Linked DNA regions of Mus musculus: regions 2, 3 and 4 are each linked to region 1. The links are chromatin contacts, called in public HiChIP or PLAC-seq maps. All regions are on one chromosome and are shown on one strand. The core of a region is the stretch at or near the end of the contact, and the rest is flanking DNA. Distances in the headings are between cores, read along the strand shown.

The links. HiChIP or PLAC-seq counts read pairs in DNA pulled down with a chosen protein or histone mark.
Region 2: a contact with region 1 is called in an H3K4me3 HiChIP or PLAC-seq map of embryonic stem cells, with 2.8 times the contacts expected there. The contact joins the promoter of Xkr6 here to the promoter of Neil2 in region 1. A contact is called at or near these places in 1 of 484 Hi-C or Micro-C datasets (the G1E-ER4 cell line) and 1 of 115 datasets of contacts at active chromatin or transcription factors (embryonic stem cells).
Region 3: a contact with region 1 is called in an H3K27ac HiChIP or PLAC-seq map of microglia, with 7 times the contacts expected there. The contact joins the promoter of Wdfy2 here to the promoter of Neil2 in region 1. A contact is called at or near these places in 2 of 39 promoter capture datasets (the C10 cell line and pre-B cells), 2 of 484 Hi-C or Micro-C datasets (CD4 T cells and regulatory T cells), 2 of 115 datasets of contacts at active chromatin or transcription factors (microglia and pancreatic cancer cells) and 1 of 9 other capture datasets (liver).
Region 4: a contact with region 1 is called in an H3K27ac HiChIP or PLAC-seq map of embryonic stem cells, with 2.6 times the contacts expected there. The contact joins the promoter of Tdh here to the promoter of Neil2 in region 1. A contact is called at or near these places in 8 of 39 promoter capture datasets (the 3T3-L1 cell line, cranial neural crest, frontonasal cranial neural crest and 5 more), 2 of 484 Hi-C or Micro-C datasets (the CH12 cell line and embryonic stem cells), 7 of 115 datasets of contacts at active chromatin or transcription factors (all in embryonic stem cells) and 4 of 9 other capture datasets (adipose tissue, embryonic stem cells, liver and 1 more).

The regions. Positions count from the first base shown.
Region 1 is chr14:63,192,077-63,195,161 of GRCm38.p6, reverse strand. It overlaps Neil2 (nei like 2 (E. coli)), which reads left to right and starts at 1,637. Exons shown (of 5, transcript NM_201610.2): 1 at 1,637-1,738.
Region 2 is chr14:63,605,090-63,608,174 of GRCm38.p6, reverse strand. Xkr6 (X-linked Kx blood group related 6) reads right to left here and starts at 1,645. Exons shown (of 3, transcript NM_173393.2): 1 at 891-1,645. The coding sequence starts at 1,645. It overlaps Gm15918 (predicted gene 15918), which reads left to right and starts at 456. Exons shown (of 2, transcript NR_167937.1): 1 at 456-1,216.
Region 3 is chr14:62,836,130-62,839,214 of GRCm38.p6, reverse strand. It overlaps Wdfy2 (WD repeat and FYVE domain containing 2), which reads right to left and starts at 1,525. Exons shown (of 12, transcript NM_175546.4): 1 at 1,158-1,525. The coding sequence starts at 1,294. Gm26536 (predicted gene, 26536) reads left to right here and starts at 684. Exons shown (of 2, transcript NR_168886.1): 1 at 684-1,090; 2 at 1,195-2,314. Mir8098 (microRNA 8098) reads right to left here and starts at 1,494; the gene lies at 1,358-1,494.
Region 4 is chr14:63,507,582-63,510,666 of GRCm38.p6, reverse strand. It overlaps Tdh (L-threonine dehydrogenase), which reads left to right and starts at 1,575. Exons shown (of 9, transcript NM_021480.5): 1 at 1,575-1,957.

The DNA.
Region 1 (3,085 bases), core at 388-2,887:
AATTCCACCAGATAAGGCAAGGCTTATCTTTAGGATATGGCTTATAGGTAGGTAGGAGTGTGTGTGTGTGAAAGCTGCCACAGGGACATACTGTATCCTGCAGAAGATGTGAGTCTCCCAAGATGCCAGATACCGAAAGTGGGAACACATGCCCCGGTCCTTATATACACAAAAAGAAGGGACCCCCTCCTGCAAATGTCGCACCTTCAAGCTCACCCTCTGCCTTGAGGGGAGCTTTGTACCTCTGAGATACTAGAGGCCTCCTCTCCTTACTTCCTATTCTTGCCCTACAGTCAGCGATATGGTAGAAGGCTAGCTGAACCCCTCCTTGAAGCAGGGCTGTCTCCCCCATGCCGGCCAAGTTCAGAGACTGACACCTTAGCCACTTCCGAAGGCCACGGAGTTCACCAAAGGTCTCTTGACATCCTGTACAGTGCTGGCTCCAACCGTTCTTGGCGACCTATTTTTTGAATAACCTGGTATCATCTTTAATCTCTTAAGAAAACACTTCAATACACAACGTTTTAAAAGCGTATAGTATAAACTCAAAGATGATTAAAATAATACAAAGCAAAAGTAAATAAATCTCACTCTTTAAAAGTGTTACAGGCCAGGTGTGCTAGCCGTGTTTAAAAATCCCAGTACTAAAGGAACTAACTTTGTCGGTTCATGCACGAGTTCAGGACTAGCCAGGCTTTGTCTCAAAAATACAAAACCCATACAAAAAAACCTTCGCGAAGGGTGTGGAGAAACTGAAATGTCTGCCTTGGCCTGAGCCACTCAAGACCTTTGGATTCTGAGCGCTTGCCTATTCTCAGTACCAGTCCACTCTTTCCCAGGCAAGCCTGGGAGAGGAAACGGGGAGACTTGAGATGGGGAGGGATAACTCAGAGGTATGGTGACTCTGGAGGGTAGGCGAAGGTGCTCCCAGAGTTATTTCCCAGAGAAAGAGCTTGAATCACGGTGGTGGTTTCAGGAGGGGAGAGGGAGGGGGCGATGGTAGGGGTGGGGAGACAGAGAGATGAGCCTCCAGTGGTCACCCCGGGAAGGAGACCGCAACATCCCTCCTACTTGCAGGGGGAGCCCAAGTAGAGATGCCTCCATCACCCATCCCGAAGTGAACCCCCACCTGCAGCGCCTCCAGGGAAGAAACCTGAAGCTCCTCATCAGGGATGTACCCCACCTTCAGCATCTAACAGGAGAGGAATCCGCAGCTCCCCACCCACCTCCAAGACCAGCTCGGCCCGGGGGAGGAGCCCTTGAGTCCAGGAAGTAGCTTCCGGTCCCCTCCGGGGAGGAGCCAGCGGAACCCCAGCTACCGGGCTACGGACCCCGTGCGCTCCAATGGCTGAACTCGTCCTCCCCGCCCTGGTCTGGAAGGCGCAGGTGGATGGTGACTCCTGCTGCGACTGCTGGGAGCGTACATCTTCCCGGGACCCACCTGGGGCTGCGTCAGCCTCCTCCCTGCCCTCTGTAGCCCACACGTGCACGTAGTTAACACTTGTTTTCACAGAAAAATTAAGCAGTGTCTCTTCTGGACATGCGCAGCCTGGTTGTAAGTTTGTTTTTGTTGATCACGTTGCCTTCCGACTCCCTGAGCCCTCGTGACCCTCATGTGTTCCCTCCCCCTTCGGAAGGGTTAGGAAACGCTGTGGCCTAAGACTTTCTCCTGGCTCCTGGAGAAAAGGGACCACGTCCTGCGCAGCCTGGCCACCTCACCCTAGCGACGAAGCCCAAGGTTCTCTCTCATCAGCTCTTCCCATTCTTTTCCTGTCCATCAAACCATACCTAGGGGCGGAGAGTTGTTTGTCTGTTTTGAGACAGGGCCTCTGTGTAGTTGTGTGGCTGGCCTTGAGGGATTAAAGGCTTGCCGGAGAGATTTAAGATTAGGGCTGCATGCTGCATCATACTGGCGGTATTTTCCAGAACTTTCTCTGCCGGTAGCCAGGAAGACTGAACTTAGAGGTGGTTAGGGTACCAGTGCCTGGCAAGCTGGCTTCCAGCCCGGCAGCTTTCCCTGAAGGTCAGAGTAGGTGAACTGTTACCACATTTCCGAGTGTGTGAATGGGAATCTAAGCGCAAATGAATTTAGTTAAGCATCGTTGAGGCCGTAGCCCAGTTGGTAAAGGGATGCTTGCAAGATGCCCTGGGTTTGAGCATAAACCAGGGGTTGTGATGTGCTGGAGACCACTCATACACAGTGGCCTCTAGGCCAGCTTGGCATTTGAAATATAGGCAAACCTGTCTCAAGATAGAAAGAAAAATCGCATAATTGATTGTGTTATTTATGAAGCTACGAGAATTTTCAGGATGTCTGGGGCATCCTGATTCTTCGATTAAAGTATATTTTAAATGTCTTAGTAGGGAGGAAGTTGTATATGGCTCACACTTGGGAGACTGAGGCAGAAGGATTGTTCAGAGTTCAAGACCAGCCTGGGCTACAGAGTGAGGCTTAACAGCCACCCTGGCTTTTAGAAACACTGCAATAATAACTACCCGCTGTATGCCTTTGTTGATTTTTACCTCAATTTATGAGCGTGGTGTTGGTAAGTGGCGGGTGAGGTTAGGTAGAGCTTTGAGTGGGGGATGGGAGGACAACGCCTGCTCAGTAAAGTCTGGGTGTAGGCTACCCAGGCGATCTCATCCTGGTGGCTCCCGGTGACTTTGGATGGTTGAGGACAGAGAGGGGAGGGGTGACGTGTAGACCTGCCTGGCTGCTGTCTACTTGTCATGCTTCCGAGTTCTGCCAGCACTGTGGTTACAGATAGAGAACCATTTCTAGAGATCACATAACTAGTTCCGATCTCCTTTACCTGAGGTGGTCCCGAGAGAGCCAGATCCAAGTATGGATCAGTCAGAAGAGAGTTGGAATGAACGTTTGAGGACAGCTAGGACTACGTAGTTTCAGCTCACCTAGAGCTATGGAGTAGCAAGACTCTGTCTTAACCAACCAAACAAGGAGTGGCTGACCACTGAGGTGGCAGCACCTTCGAAGTAGACAGTACCTGCTACGTGACATCTAGCACACTATAGTGATTAGTATTTGCTGTGTGGTTAAGGCTGAGGGGCCAGGAAGAGAAACCAT
Region 2 (3,085 bases), core at 396-2,895, 410 kb before region 1:
GGTGGGGTAGCTAGTCAGTGAGGTACTCTATGTGCTTAGACAGTGAGGCAGACAAGGTTCCTTGGTGAGTGGTTTTGAGAGATCAACCTGACACACGAGGACTTTACAGAAGCAGGGGAAAGGGCCTTGAGGCCAAGCTTGCATCTTGGATGTAAACACAAACCACACAGAGGCCTGGCCGTTAAAAACAGAAATAGGTGCTCAAGTGGCTCAGTGATTTTCCAGAGGTGAGAGTTAACAGCAAACGCTTGCTGCCACTAGATACCATCTCATTTTTTTTCCCTGTCACTGCGAAAAGGGCACATCTATTCCGGAAAGAAAAAAAAAGTCATTTTTTTTCCTTCAAGGAGGGCAGCGGTGTGGAGCAGCGGTGTTTGCAGGGGCTGGGGCTGCAGGAGGAGGAGGGGCGTGAAAGGAAGGAGTGCTTTAAGGAGAGGCAGCTAGGGTTTTTCCACAGGGCCCCACACCGGCCACTGCAGAGAGAAAACAGGAGTGGGGGGGGGGAGGAAATGTCCCTCGGGGAGGATGGGGGTAGGGGGGAAGGCCAAGTGCAACCGGCTGAAGGAGGCCAGGTCTCCTCCAGGATGCAAACGAGCGCCAGTTACCTTGGGACACAGCGGGGGGGGGAAAGGGGGCAACCAGGATGGAGGTCTGCAGAGGAGAGGCGGGAGGGTAGAGGCAGGGTCTTCTCCAAGTGCAACCCAGGGACGGAGATGGACAAACAGCAGGACCTAGGGCCTCCCCCGGGCCAAAAGGCGTGGCCAGGCAACCTATAGACCGTCCCGAGATGCTAAGACAGCGCACGGCTACCCCCGGCTCAACCTAGCCCAGACTGTCCGAGGGGCCCGCGCGCGGCCGCAGCCCCCGCCCCCAGCCCGCAGTGCTCTTACCTCCACACCTGCCCCATCTGCAGCAGGTGGATGACCGACTGCCAGATCCACACGGAGAGGCGGCACAGACGCTGCGCCCCCGGGGTGGCCGAGCCCCCCGCACCCGGGCCGCCGCGGGCCGCGCCGTGGCCGTAGCCGGCCCCCATCATTGGGGGTCCCCGGCTGCTGAGCCCCTCCACGGCGCCTAGCCCGCCGCCCGTGTAGTCCTGCACGAACCAGCGGAAGCTCAGGCTCTGCACCAGCAGCGACGGCACCAGCACGAAGAACAGGGTCAGCCCGAAGCAGCCGTAGTCCCCCTTGCGGTAGTAGTCGAGGGCCAGCCACAGGTCGGTACCCACGTCCCCGAAGAACACCAGCAGCGCGAGCACGATCCACAGGCAGTCAAGCCACGGCCGCTCCACCTGCGGCGACGCGGGCTGCGGTCGGCCGGCCGAGGGCGTCGGGGGGTGGCGGCCGGCGGCCCCGGGCGGCTGCAGCGGCTGGTCCCCCCCGTCGGCGGCGGCGGCGCTGCGGCGCGGCTTCTTGCCCAGCAGCGAGCGCAGGCAGGCGGAGCGGCAGCCCCAGTAGCACGAGGAGGTGTTGCAGCAGTGGCAGATGTGCAGCGAGCTGCTCTCGCCGGGCTCGCTGCCGTCGCCGCCGCCGCAGCCGCCTCCCCCGGGCTCCCCGTCCTCCTCGCCGCTGCCCACCGCCTCGTCCAGGTTGTGCAGCTGGGCGAAGCCCACCCCCACGCCACCGCCATCGGATTTCGCCGCCATCTTGACTCTCTTCCCAGCTCCGGAGGTTGGGGGGGAGGGACGGGTGGGGGGAGAAGGCAGGGACCGGGGAGGGGGGGAACGAATGGAGAGGAAGGGGGGCGGGGAGGAAGCGGGGAGCAGACGAACGGGGGGAGTGGGCCAGGGAACCCCCTCCGCTTCCGGGCGGGCGGCGTCACTTCCGGGCGAGCCCCCCAATCGCACGGCGCCCGCAGCCTCCTGGCCCTACCCTACCGGCCAAGATGGCCGCCCTCCTGTGCCTCAGCTGCTGGGCGGGGGGCCGGGGGGTTCTCCCCGCCAGGGCTCCCCGTCCCCTCTTCCGTTGACCCCGAAACCCATCAGGTTGACCCCTCGGCGTTTCAGAATCCCGCTGGGTTGAGTGAGACGGTCCAAAGTGTTCCCTGGAGGAGGCAGTGCCAGACGTTTTGGGGTCCCCTTCCTCTGCGTCGCAGCTCTCAGCTTTGCTCTGGGAGAAACGCCCCCTAACACCCTCCCGGCTGCGGGCAGAGGGGCGGGACCTTTGAGGGAAGGGGAGGAGCTAGTGAAAAGCAGGTGATTACTTGTCACTTCCGGGAGATAGGATGACCTCATTGTGTAGTTAGACACCCCCCTCCCCCCCACCAAAATGGCTGTGTCTCACCTCTGGCTGGATAACCCCCCCTTCATCCGTGTTAGTTTCTTATTTTGAGGGGCTCTAAAAATAATGACATAAGTCAATAAGAGTCCACAAACTTACTGATTCTCACTTCTGTTTAGACATCTTTCATCTTTATTGACCCCCTAATTTTCCTGTCACTTGATAACTTTCCCATATTTTGTAATAAAGTTTCCAACTTTCCCTCAAGAAAATTCTAGGCAAAATTTAGCTAGAAATCAGCCTGGTTGCCTCTTTCCTGTTGTAGCAAGAACTAAATGGGCATCTTGTGACCTTGAGTGTTTTCTGCACAGTCAAACATGTTTTTACCTACTTTTTTTTGTTTGTTTTAGCGTGATTTTAAAACTCTCTAAAGACCTTCATTTGGGAAAAAAAAAAAAAAAAAAAAAAAAAAAGCTTTAAGCTGTATGTATCAATTACTTGTTCAGGCAATTTGAATGTGTGAAACTTGTCTTTGCCAGTGTTTTGGGGGGTGCTAAGGCTCTGTTAGTAAACATGGCTTTAAATGAGTGAAAATGTTATTAATGTGCTATATCATTAAAATAGGTGCAGAGTATTTGAGCTTCACTAACAAATTGTATAAATGAGGCAGCACTGAATGGATTTGAATTACAATGCTCTTTCAGTGGAAGACAGCAAACTACTTAGTTGTTATTGATGAGTTATTTTAAAGAAGTATTTTAAAGAAAAAGTGAAAAAGAAAACACTGGAATTTTCTCATCAACCTCTGTAGATTGTTTTTATCCAATTTTTTTCAGTAATCTAAGAATGGCAATAATGGGTTTTTT
Region 3 (3,085 bases), core at 276-2,775, 360 kb after region 1:
GTTGCACCAAAGGAAAAAATTAAACACTGTCATAAGACTTCTTTATGAATCTCTAACGGCTCCCACATCCACGTCACTCAGTTTCTTCAGTTCTTCCTGGACTGACTGCCATTAGCATATGTTCGCAATGTTTCCCCACAGATCTGCATAGGAAATGAAGTAGGCGCCATGCATATCAAGAATGATGCAGAGGTCGATATGCAATATACACATGCAATACACTCTTCCTTTATATTCAAGAACCTAAGAAACAAATCAAGTAAAAAATGTTTGAATTTACATTAGGTGCTGAAACGATTTTTTTTTAAGTGAGCACTTTTTGCTTTATCTTTGCAATTTTAAGAGTCACAGAATAACTCTACCTCGGCATGATACTAACTTATAATAAGAAAACCTAACTGCCTGTCTGAAGCTAAGAACCCAGACAGTTACATACCTCTGCCACGCTACAACTGATTTTAAAATGCTTGTAGATATTACCCAAATAGTAATTTCAGATATCTTACCCTATCCCCTATATTCAAGCGGCATTCCTCTGGAAATCAAAAACACAGCGCAAAAGGGGAATCCTGAAGGCAGAACCAGAGCTACTTCTGCTAATTAAGCAATCTTGGAAAGGAAGTAGGCAAAGGGAAGGAACTCAAGCAGTTGTCTGCAAAAGTGATCCCTTGCAACTTCCAGTCACTTCCCCTTGAGCTCCAAGACATAAACTTTTAGGAAAGGAAGGCGCCACACGCAGAAGCCCAAAGTTACTCTCTTCACAATTTAATAAGTCCTTGGGTTCGGTGAAAGATGTCCTGGAGATACACAGATTCGGTGAACCGTATAGAAGAAAGAAAATACGTTCCCTTTCTCGTTTGGGTAACCAAACAATGGACCAACTAGCAGCGCCTCCAAATCATCCCGGTGCATGGAGGGTCCTTTAAGCTAAAACACCTGCAAAGCTGGGCGGCTTCTCCCTCTGCCCTTCCCATCCCCAAAACTGGACCAGGTCTGGTGTCTCCTGCACTGTTAACCCAAGGGCCACTCGGACTCCGCCAGGGACCAGTTGCTGAGGCCAAGGCCACCGCGCTGGGAACTGAACCAGTAGGTGCGGTCTACCCTCCCACCAAGCCAGGGCCGGACCTCCGCGCGGCACGGGGACAAGCAGTCAGTACCTGTCCTCCGAGACGCTGATGACACCCTCTTCTTTAGGTACAATCACCGCCATGTTGACCACCTCCTGCGACCCCTCGACCCGCTGCAGCAGGATCGGCTTGCGGGTCAGTGGCTGGGGCTGGATCTCCGCCGCCATCGGAGGGGGCGCGCCCGGGGAGCAGCCGAACGCGCCGGGGGACTTGGCTGAAGAGAACGCTCAGGCTTGCGCTCAGGATCGGGCTGCGAAGCGGAGCGGGCCTTTGGGAGCCAGCGACCATAGCCCTGCCGCCTGTCCAGGGAATGTGCCCGCTCTGGCTTCCAAAACCAACACCGCCGCCACACTAGCCGCAAGCCGGCGCCACCTAAGAGAGTAGGGGGCGGGGAGCAGGGGGCGGGGCGGGGCGGGGCCCTGTCGCAAGGCGGCCAACCCACTTCCGGAGGATGGGCACTAGCAGCCAATGCGCGTGCGTCAGTCCAGGAGCCACTTCCGCCCCGCCGCCCGTAAGTAACCGAGGCCCGCAGTGCTGTCAGGACGCATGCGCCCCGCAGTCCTTTACTTTCCCTTCCACACCCAAAGCTTTGTCCCCTCCCTCATAAAAAAAAAAATCTGTGAATGCGCGTGCCCAGAGCCCCACCCTCTCCAGACTCTGGGGGCGGGGAAAAGCCTACGTCAGCCGCACCGGAAAAGCGCCTGCAGGAAGGATAGAGGCTAAACTAGTTGGGACGTGAGTGTGCATGCGCGCAGATGACTCACCGCTAAGTTTTAACAATAACACACCGGAGAGGGCGCTGTGCTGTCGGCCGTAGAGAAACGGCTCTTGCCAGCACCGCGTGGACTCTTGGGGGTTGTAGTTTCCTCCATCCTCGACGTCCTTGTTCTAGAAAGCAGTAACGCCCACTTCTCAGCCCAGGAGAGATGTGGGCAAACGAAACTCTGCGCCTTCTGTGGGTTATTGCCCAAGTCAGAGGCAGAAATAGTGTAGTATCTAAGAGGGAGAACTAAAGAGCAAGCCCTGCTGAGCAAGACTTCTCTCGGGGTCACACTGCCACCGGTTTTAGTGAGATATGAGGGTAGAGGAAGAAGAGACTCTCATACAAGCTTCTTTGAGGGAGTTTAGAGATCATGGTATCAATCTTCTCTTTGTATTATGAATAAAGGACTCACACTTGAACCTAAGTCTTTTTGTCCAGTCTTGTTTCCAATCCCTAGCAATTGAACATTTTTGCTTTTCCAGTGACAACGGACAGTTAATAAATACAATCACAATATAATATAGAATGACTGTAATAAGGAGAATAAAATGTTGACTGGGCTATGGGGAAATTGGAACTCCTTTACAATTCAGGTGGGGATGTAAAACAGTCTCTTTTGGGGGGGGGGGAATGTAGTATTGCTTCAAAGGATAAACATTGCTACTGTCAGGTCCAAAAGAAACGGTGGGGTACTAGATATCTGTGATTTCCATTAGCATAGCAAAGCAAGGCGAACCTTGAAAGCAAAATGCTAAATGAAAGGAACTAATCATAGAGGACCGTTTATTTTATGATTCCACTTACGTGAAATAATCAGACTAGTGTTTGTACAGAATTGAGAGAGAAAGGAATAAAGCAGTCAGAAGGCTGTCTTCCGTTCATGTATGTCTGTTCGCCAGGTGTGTGCCTGGATCCCTGGAACTGGAGTTATGGAAAGTTGTGAGCTCTAAGTGGGTGCTGTGAGTCAAATGTAGTTCTGGAAGAGTGTCCAGTTCTCTTAACTGCTAAGTCATCTCTACAGGCCCAAGAGAACTATTTTTTCTTTATTTTATAGTGTGTTTGTGTTTGTGTGTGTGTGTGTGTGTGTGTGTGTGTGTGTGTGTGTGTGTGCCTGAGTGCCAATATGTGTACCGCATGTGTGCGGGAGCCCAGCAAGGTCAGAAGAAGTGGACCCCCTGAAACTGTATTTACAACC
Region 4 (3,085 bases), core at 326-2,825, 320 kb before region 1:
TGAAGCTTTCTATAACAAAATCATAAATTCTAGACTTTAAAAAAAAAAGATCATTTTATGTCTATGGATGTTTTGCCAGCATGTACATCTGTATTATGGAACACCAGGTGGCCCTAGAGGATCCCCTGGAACTGGATACAGATGGTTGTTAGCCACCATGTCAGTGCTGGGAATCAATACAGATCCCACGGAAGAGCAGCTGGTGTTCTTAACCCCTGGGCCGTTTCTCCAGCTCAAGACATTTTAAAATACATGGATAGAAACATCAGATTAGCCATAGCAGCGAAGACAGACAGGAAGTAGCTACTCTAGCCCTCCGACATTATCTGAAGCATTCTTAGTTGGAATTGTCTTTGTTGCTTCTATTACTGTGATGAACCCCAGGACAAAAAGCTACTGGGGGGTGGGGGGGAGGATAAGTTACATTTTACAGATCAGTAGTTCACAACCTTCCTAATGCTGTAACCCTTTAATACAGTTCCTTGTGTTAATGGTGACCCCCCTCAGCCATAAAGTTATTTTGTTGCTACTTCATAACTGTAATTTTGCTACTGTTATGAATTGTAATGTAAATATCTGATATCTAGTATATCTGATATTTGACACACACACCCCAAAAAGAATCTCCAGGTTGAGAACTTCTGTTATAGTTCATCATGAAGAGATGCCAGGAGAGGACCTGAAGCAGAGGCCGTGGCGGAGTGTGCTGCTTATTGGCTTGCTCCCCTTAGCTTGCTTGGCCTTCTTTCTTACACAACTCAGACCTACCTGCCTAGGGGTGTCTTGTCCACAGTGGGCTGGGCTCTGCCACATCAGTCATTAGTCAAGCAAATGAATGCCCCCCTCCCTACCCCCCCCATCCCAGAGTTACCTACAGGCCAGTCTGATGGAGGCAATTTCTCAGTTGAGGTGCCTTCTTCCCCGGCAAGCCTAGCTTGTGTCTTGTTGACAAAAAATTAACCAGCACAGGATTGTTGGAAGCGAGGGGTCCTGTTTGTACATTCCCTAAGGGTTTACCTAATAGTCACAAGGATGTTAGGTCAAACAGAGGGGTGGGCCATAAAAGGCTACCCAGAGACTAAGATAGCCGGAGATAATTTTGGCTCCCAACCTGTAATAGTCTGGCTTTCCACTATCAGTTAATAAGTCAATCGGCCTTGGGAAATGTTTAACATTGGTGCTGCCCCCTGTCTCCCTCCACCCCTTCCTAGGAAACTCACTTCCCCCCAAGTCCAATTTCCAGGTAGTGGCTTGATAAAGATGTTTGACAATCTGGGTTCAATCTCCGGGAACCTGGCAAATAAATACCAACCTCCCCAGGCACGCTGTGGCTCACGCTTACCCTACCTTCTGTGATTAGACGTAAAATATTTTTGCTCGAGCAGGCCAGCTACAACATTGGACTGCCAAAGGAGATACACTTACATCGGGCCCCTTTCAGCTCCAGATGGGAGCCCTTTGGTCGGGTGTGCACACTGGGGGTCCGTCTTGAGGCTGCCACTCAGAATTTCTAAGCCCTTCCTTCCAAGATGCTGCCCCATCCTGCTTAGTGCTTGCCTTGAAAGCCACTTCATTTAACATCAGTGTTCCCAGGAACCAGAAACGACTAAGTTCCTAGTTCTTGGCGGAGGTGCCACCAGACACAGGTCCATAGCAGATCTTTCCAGCTGTGGCTTGCAAGTCCCAAATTCTAACCCCAGTCAATTGTGGAAGGGGTGTGGTCTCGTCTTGGTGCAGCCACAAGGTCAGCTCCGTCCGAGATGTAGGTGTGGGCTTCCCACAAGCGTCCTGGGGCGGAGGTGAGGTGAGGTGAGGTAGGAGGGAGGCACGGCTCCCGCGGCGGCGAGGCGGGTCCAGAGCAGACTGAAGATAAAAGGCAGAACCAAACTCTTGACTCCGCACGTGCTGCTCCGGCTCCCGCGTGGCGTTCTCAGCATCCAGTCTTCTGTGTCTGCAGGTCAGTGTAGGAGATGGTCCCCTGCTGCGCCTGTGCCCGGGAATTGGACCTCTTTCCGGGCACGGGACGACCAGCGAAATCTGCTGTCTGGGTTGGGGTCCGGAACGACCGCAGGGCGCCACTGCTTTGTGGGTCGCGAGGGGAGAGATGGGCCCCTGAGTAGCCCCGGGTGGCAAGACGCCTCCCGCTCCCTCCTGCTCTTAGCAATGCTCAACCTCTCAGGAATAGGAGTGGGAACCCGGCACCCAGAAAACTGGTTTGTCTAGTAATTTGGGATGTGATCGTCCCGAAGGATGGCTTGGGAGGGCCCCCACACCCTTTTCATCAGGGAGCAAGCTGAGGCTGGCTGTCCTGGGTTCCTCCCGTGGTTTCCCAACCTCAGCAGGTGAAAGCAAGACACCAGGTGGGTAGAATTTCTCTCCGAGACAGTAAGTAGCTCCCTCCTGGACGCTTTCTTGCTTTCGGTGGCCAGTATGTAAATTCCAGCCTTTCCCGATATAATTTTTTTAAGTGACATGAATGAGGTTAACATGGACAGAGACTTTTTTTTTTTTTGCCAGATGCCTTTTCTAGGTTGTCTGCTTATATTAAAGTCTCTTAACATGGTGACACTTTTGTCTGCTTCTGATGCGCACGCCTTTAATCCCAGCACTTGGGAGGCAGAGGCAGGCGGATTTCTGAGTTCGAGGCCAGCCTGGTCTACAAAGTGAGTTCCAGGACAGCCAAGGCTACAGAGAAATCCTGTCTCGAAACAAACAAACAAACAAACAAAACAACAACAACAAAAAATGGAGACAAGAGACTACCCTGGCCTGATGCCCAGGAGGCCTCTGTGGGGGGTAGAGGAATTGCTGCTCAGAGCTCTGGCTCTGGGGCCGAGTGGGAGGTGCCATTGAACCTGGAACTTTACTACCCCGCCCCCCATCTTTTTTCTTTTGGAGGGTAGTGCTGGTAGTGGTGGTTGCCTTGACATTTGGTCCTTACTAGTTGCAGAAGGCCTATGATTGAGGTGTTTAAGCCCATTTCCATTGAAGGTGGGTGTGGCTGGCAGTACCAATTAGCATGAGAGGACATTAGCAATAAGATGCTGCCACTCAGCTAGTGCTGACCTTTCCTAGACAGGTTTCT